Linked DNA regions of Gossypium hirsutum: region 1 is linked to region 2. The links are chromatin contacts, called in public Hi-C maps. All regions are on one chromosome and are shown on one strand. Each heading gives the region's core, a stretch centred on a gene start, on an enhancer-like site or on the middle of the called end of the contact. The rest is flanking DNA. Distances are from core to core; before and after follow the strand shown. Region 1 holds the start of LOC107948122 (growth-regulating factor 3-like). Region 2 holds the start of LOC107910274 (dnaJ protein ERDJ2).

The links. Hi-C and Micro-C count contacts between places; a contact is called where the count stands out from the background.
Region 1: a Hi-C map of leaf shows a contact between it and region 2, with 8 times the contacts expected there. The contact joins the promoter of LOC107948122 here to the promoter of LOC107910274 in region 2. A contact is called at or near these places in 6 of 34 Hi-C or Micro-C datasets (all in leaf).

Annotation. Positions count from the first base shown.
Region 1 is chrA04:56,117,121-56,120,609 of Gossypium_hirsutum_v2.1, reverse strand. LOC107948122 (growth-regulating factor 3-like) reads left to right here and starts at 1,362. Exons shown (of 2, transcript XM_041111206.1): 1 at 1,362-1,711; 2 at 2,129-2,462. The coding sequence starts at 1,362. The coding sequence ends at 2,462. It overlaps LOC107948121 (1,4-alpha-glucan-branching enzyme 2-2, chloroplastic/amyloplastic), which reads right to left. Exons shown (of 22, transcript XM_016882590.1): 20 at 3,475-3,489; 21 at 3,223-3,297; 22 at 2,523-3,102. The coding sequence ends at 2,965.
Region 2 is chrA04:55,856,631-55,860,007 of Gossypium_hirsutum_v2.1, reverse strand. It overlaps LOC107910274 (dnaJ protein ERDJ2), which reads left to right and starts at 1,846. Exons shown (of 11, transcript XM_016838080.2): 1 at 1,846-1,957; 2 at 2,443-2,685; 3 at 2,776-2,871; 4 at 3,208-3,328. The coding sequence starts at 2,500.

The DNA.
Region 1 (3,489 bases), core at 113-2,612, 260 kb before region 2:
ATAAATCAGTCATGCAAAATTCAATGCAAAAATAGAAAAGAGAGCGTTTAAGAGAGAGTAGTTCTTAACTTAGAACGATTTCCCCGTCTTTGATTAGGACCATCTGAAGATAATATTTTTACACATGTAAAATAAAAACAGTTATCTATAAAATTAACTTTGTCGTTTACTTTACATTTAAAAAAGTCTGCCTCCTGGTGTCAGAATAGTTCCTCTTCCTCTCTTTGAAGTCTTAAGGTATTGCTATCTGCCGAAGCCATAAGAGAGAAAGAAGTTCCTGCAAAAGCTTTTTCCAAACTTTCTCTTGTTAACACATCAACAAAACAGACCCCAAAACCCAAATAAAAATATTTCTGTCAAAATAGCCCCCGCCGCCCCAACCAACTAAAACCCCCAAAGCACCTCTCTTTCTCTTTCCATGAACTTGCATCTGAAGCAATGTAGAAACCAGCATGAGTCAGACCATCAACAACAACCACCTTCTGCAAATATACCAAAACTTCACCTTCATCATCATCATCACCAACACCCATCTCCTCTTCCTTTGCTCGTACCTCATCACCACTGCAAATCCAGCAGCAACAACCTGCCACCACTTCCTCATTCATCCTCCACGTTTCCCAGCAGTGAGATTTTCTTCCTTTTTCTTTGCTCCTTTTTTTTTCTTGGCAGGATTCTCAGAAAAGTTTTCAACTCCTAAGTTTGGGAAGTTTCTGGCTAGCTTGCTTACTTGATTTTTTCCTTCTAAGTTACCTTTTTACTTCTCCCTTTAGTGATGGGAAGTTTCTTCAGCTTGTCTCAATGGCAGGAACTGTAGTTACAAGCTTTGATCTTTAGATACATGTTAGCAGGCGCAGCTGTTCCTCCCCAACTCCTTCAATCAATCGACAATACTACTATTCTTCACTCTCCTTCATATTTCCTCCACCACCCTCTTCGACACTTCTCCCATTACCAGCCACCTTGTGAGTGATTATATTTATGAGATGTGTGACCTGTCCTTGCTTTTATATTTTTATGAAATGCGTACTTTAGCATTTTCTCATCAAATTTATAAAGAAAATAAGTACATAGTAAAAGAGATTGATGCATAAATGATTTTATAGTATTATATATATATATATAAACCCGGGTGAAAACACGAACAAAAAGAGAGAAGAAACGTAGAAAGGGGGGAAGAAGTCTAGTGCTAGTTCTTACTGAAACTTTTTTATTTAACTTTCATTTTTGAGTGGTTTCTTTGTTCTCTTATTTTGATTGAAAGAAAGACAAAACTTCCATATATATCGACACGGTCTACCTAAGGAACTTAATGAATCTGTCCAAATAGTATGTACTTAAAAGATATGAAGAGTAAGAGGATGTCGGATCAGTGTTGCAATCAGGGTATTGGGGAAGAGCAGCAATGGATCCAGAGCCAGGCCGATGCCGGAGGACTGACGGGAAGAAGTGGAGATGCTCGAGAGGCGTGGTGGCTGGCCAGAAATATTGCGAGCGCCACGTGCACCGTGGCCGCAAACCGTTCAAGAAAGCCTGTGGAAATGCTAAAATCTAGTGGCGCCTGCACCAACATCATCAACAACAATACTCTTGTTGGTGCTGCTGCTGGTGTTGTTGATGTTGGATGTGGTGACCTTAAACCCACTTCTCTGATCCCCAATTCACCCTTAGAATTGGCTGGTGATAGAGCCAACAGTTTTCTCCTTTCAGGGCATTCCTGATCTTCTTCGCCTTAATTATAGGTAACTTCTTTTAATTGGATTTGAATTTTTTTAAGAAAAAAAAGTTGAGAAAATTTGATTTGTGAAAAAGATATAAATTACATAAAATCATACTTCATACAATCTCTTCACATTTTTAAAGTTTGCTAATATTTGCTATCTATTTTGTAGAAAGTAAATTGTTTTACAGTAGCGATGATGATTACCCCTTGGTAGGACCCTAATCAATATCTGACCAATGGATGTATCTCAAAATCTGGGCAGGGGGTTTCGATTCTGTACAAGCTGACCCCGACCACTTCTTTAGTCTTTATAACGTGCTTTCTTTATGGTCCATCACAATATATTTTCTTTATTTTGCTTATTTTTGTTTGCCCTACAATGTTTGTGTTTCTTTTGTCTGGCAGTTTCTCAGATTCTAAAAATGTTCATAAGGGCCATTTCGATGCCCAAAATGAAGTCAATAACAGATCTGATGGTCAAATGTTGAGACAATTTTTTGATGATAGGCCTAGATCCTTACAACAACCAGACAACCATGCTGAAAGCCCGATGAGTTCTGCAACATGCCTCTCCATTTCAATGCCTGGAAATTCCTCATCAGACGTGTCGTTGAAGCTGTCAACTGGAAATGGAGACCAATTGAATTGGGCTGCTGGGTGGGCCTCATACCAGGCGGCTTCGATGGGAGGGCCCCTTGCCGAGGCTTTAAGATCATCCATATCCAATTCACAACCTTAAAGGCTCTGCATCTCAAACTAGCATTGTTACCACTTGAATCTTTTTTAGGCACTCCAAGACTTAAAGTAAATTGCTTGCACTCTGTTCTTTACTTTTATTGAACCAAACTGACTACAATAATGGTTCCTTTAAAATTAAGTTTGCGAGAAAAATTAGCACATAAGTTGTTTCAGAACATGCTAAACAGGACTCTGAGCATAATTCAGATAACAAACCGATAAACATTTGCAAGTGACCAACTGAAATTTGACTAATTATCAGATGGATAATCAACTGTACTGCACGTGAAAGAAAAAGCCTTTTTGAATGGCGATTGTTTCAGCTCCTGGATACCGAAACTCCAAGGTCATGGACTTCTACATTCTGTGTAAGTTGTAGGCCTTAAAACAGCAGGCTGAGTTAGGGTAGCTCCTCAATAAGAGATTCTGTGATAGAGATAGTTTAGCAGTCCAAAGGTTCTGATTCTTCCACAGGTTTCGATGCCTTCACAGCTTTGGCTTCTTCAACAGTTTTTAACGTTTTGAGTAAGTTGTAAATTGCCAGTTGCTTTTGGTTCATCTTCAACAAGCGCATAAACCACCGCTGTTCTATTTGGTGCATACACCAATAGGAAACGAGGGCGGTTATCATACCATCCTTCCTGGAAAAGCCACCATTAGGTTTTTCTAAGTTAGAGAACCCTTGGGTGAATTGAAGACAATGGTATGTAGGAAGAGTATGCAGAATTCAGCAATCAATGTTCTTCAGAGAATTTACTTACATTGCTGAAAAACTCAACGTCATGGTTAAGTCTGTTGAACCCTCCAAATAATAGATCATCTGAATCCAGTACAATCTGGAAGAGCAACAAAAAAGAAGTTAAATTATGATTAATGAAGAACAGGGTAAACATTTTTCTGTCACTATATTCCAAGAGTCAATAACAAGATGTAAAATAAATGATTAATAGAAATGAATAATCGGGATGTATTGGATGAGTAAACAAAAGGCTATAAACCACAAAATCCTATACCTTGTACTTTCCTGG
Region 2 (3,377 bases), core at 597-3,096:
ATTGGCTAGTGATGAGTAAGTTGTGCTTCTGCCTAATTAAGTACTATGAGCATTATAGTGAATGGGAAAGTTATTGTTATATTTATTGCATGCAACTTACTAAGCTTTATGCTTACCCTATTTTCTTTCCATTTTCTTATAGTGCAGCCTAGTTAGCTCATTGATCAACGGACGTTGGAGGAATCAATCACACTATCAATCGAAGCACTTAGTATAGTTAGATCTATTTATTTTGATTATGGCATGTATAGGACCCTGACTTTATGATTTTGTGTCATTGCTAATTGGCCAAATGTGTTGGCTTACTTTAGCATTTTTATTCATTTTGTATAAGGCCATGGAAATAGCTAAAGTTAAAAGTTGTTATATGAATACAAGAAGTTATTTCATAAATGGGCAATTTGTTGGTTGTTTTAGTAAATATGAAATGTGTAAAGGCCTTAGATGTGGTTGTTGGGTTGAGGAATCATATTATGATAGTCTTTCGTAAAATGGATGTTGTTATTTTGTGTTTCAGGGTGGCAAAAGGACTTGGTAAATAGCCCTATGTTGTCCACAAGGGTAAACACACAGGCATGTGTCTAGGCCATGTGTCATGGGCATGTTGTCAGACCGTGTGCCCCCTGCACGTAAAAATTTCAAGCCAGTATGCATGGTAGTAAACACAGGGCAGAGACATAGCCGTGTGTCTTAGCCGTGTGGAGGACACGGCCTCTGGCCACTGGCGTGTGCCTTGGTCATGTGCCCCTTATTGGATACTGACATTAGAAACAGAATGTCAAGGTTTTTAGACACGAGCTAGGACACAGGCGTGTCATGGCCGGGCCATAGACACGGGCGTGTGTTAGGTCGTGTGAAAACCACTGTAGGTTCAAATTTGGAATTAAATTCACACGGGTATGGGACACGGGCGTGTCCCTAGATGCTTAGGCCGTGTGAGTCACACAGGCCATCAGCACGACCATGTTATAACGACCACATGGGGGTGTTGCCCTTCCACACAAGCTTGTGCCCTGTTTTAAGAATCATTTTTATTTAGTCGATTTAAGGACCTGAGTTGGTTCCGAAGGGTTTCCAAAGAAATTTTGAGGCCTTGTAGGCCCACTTTAAGGAGTTTAAATAGAGTTCTAAAGAGTTTTAAATTTAATCAAGTCTCGGTGACTCAAAAACGAATGTATGCATGGCTTCGTACCCAGTCCTGGCCTCAGACTCTAGTAAGGGGTGTTACATTGTCATCTTTTTTTCCCACTTAATTTACTTATATACTTAGATTTAATTTAATTAATTACTTTAACAAGGCTTAATTAAACTTTAATCCTTAATTTATTAAATCTAATGACAATTAACATCACATCCCACATTCATTTAAAATTGGTTTATTAGCCAGTCATTTGGATAATTGCTATTTAAATCCCCAAGCCTTATTCTAACTAAAAATTTATAGCGATTAAATTTTTGCGATTTAGTCTCTGAGCCTTAATTACTCACAATTTCGACTAAATCTCTTAACCAATTTTCAATTCATTAATATGCTAATCCCATAACATCTTTATTTAATATTTACAAACTCGTTTATGGAAATGAAGTCTCGAAATTGTATTTTTTAACATCACTAAAAATTGAGTCGTTACAAAAATATTTATTTAAATTTAATTATAAAAGTGAAGTTAATTTTTAAATTGTAGAAATAAATTCTTTGAATTTGCTATATGAATTCGATTGTATGCGCTTTATAAATTAAGTTTGTGCTACGCGCAGAAGTTGACGGGGAAGGAAAAAGGGCCGGGGCTGGCTTTCCCTTTTCAGTTAGGATTTTTGGATGTTGTTGGGCTTTGGGTCCACGAACTAAAATCGCAATTTGAACTTAGAAGAAGGCCAAGCCGAAGCCTGGGCCAGAACTGAAGGTGAAGCAGCTAACACACCATAGAGATCTGGCATCCCTCCGCTAAATTCTGCTGTAAGATCTCTATTAACCAAAGAAGAATAATAGTAATAGTAATAAAATCGAATCTTCTTCTGCTGAAACGCTTTGCTTTCTAGTTTCTAGACAGAAATTCGATCAGCTCTAGTAGTTTAATAGTAAGGTTTTTGTTTCTCCGTTAGTTTATTTATTAAATCAATAAATTGAAGCATATTAACATATGGGTTTATTTATTTACCCTTTTTTTTTCCTGGAATGAATATTCATTCAAGTTCGATATTCATGGGGCGGGAAGTTCCAGTTTAAGGTTTATTTGAGAAATAATTTCAATAATGATTTTATTTTGATTTCTGATGAGTTTTAATGTAAATGTAATTTTGGTGCCAAACTTTAATTAGTTAATTTATAGTATAATAATTCAATTTTGTTTTTCTGCCAAAGGAGAATTGGATAGGCATATTTCGAATTAAGATTTTATCTGTATTTTCCTCGGTTGATTGTTTCTCAAATTGTTGTCACAGAGTTATATAAAGAAGAAAGATCTCCTTGAATTTTATTTTTGAAGTAAGAAGGTGAATATGGGTGCTTCGGAAGAGAACAGTGCCTTGTTTCCAATCTTTGTGTTGACTATAATGGCTCTGCCATTAGTGCCATACACTATAGTTAAGATATTAAACACATTCTCGAAGAAGGCAATGACTATCCATTGCCAGTGTTCTGTGTGTTCTCGGTCTGGGAAGTATAGGAAATCAATTTTCAAACGGGTAGATATGCTTCTGATTGTATTTCATTTATCGTCTGGAACTTTGTTTGAATTTGATAAGTATTTGTGATATTTTGGATTGTTTTTGCAGATCTCGAACTTCTCAACTTGTAGTAATCTGACCCTTGTGCTTCTCTGGGTTGTCATGGTGGTGCTGATATACTATATCAAGCATACAAGTCATGAGGTAATCCATTTGTTCTTAATATCTGATGACTACATGATTTAATCTAGTAGTCAGCTGCTAAACCTCATCCTCTCTGCTGGAACTTTGGGTTTAGGTGAAGAATTTATATCTTATGTGTGGTTTGAGAAAGTATAGGCATCTGTTCTCACCTATTTGTTTTTGTTTTTGGATGTGGACTGAATGTTCATATGCTAGTATCAGCTTGGTCATGTATTAATATATTAATGCTAACAGCCAGTTGGTTGTTTCTTCAACATTTTATACTCTGTATGTGATGTGCCTTGGCTTGTTTCTCATGATAGAACATGATTTGTCTTCATTTTTCTTGGTTTGCAGTTTAAAGTATTTGAGCCATTCAGTATTCTTGGTTTGGAACACGGAGCCTCAGATTCAGACATAAAGAAAGCATATAGGAGACTTTCCATACAGTATCATCCTGATAAAAATCCAGATCCAGGTTATAGGTTTAATTTTTTGTTCCATATCTGGTTTTTGTAATACATTGA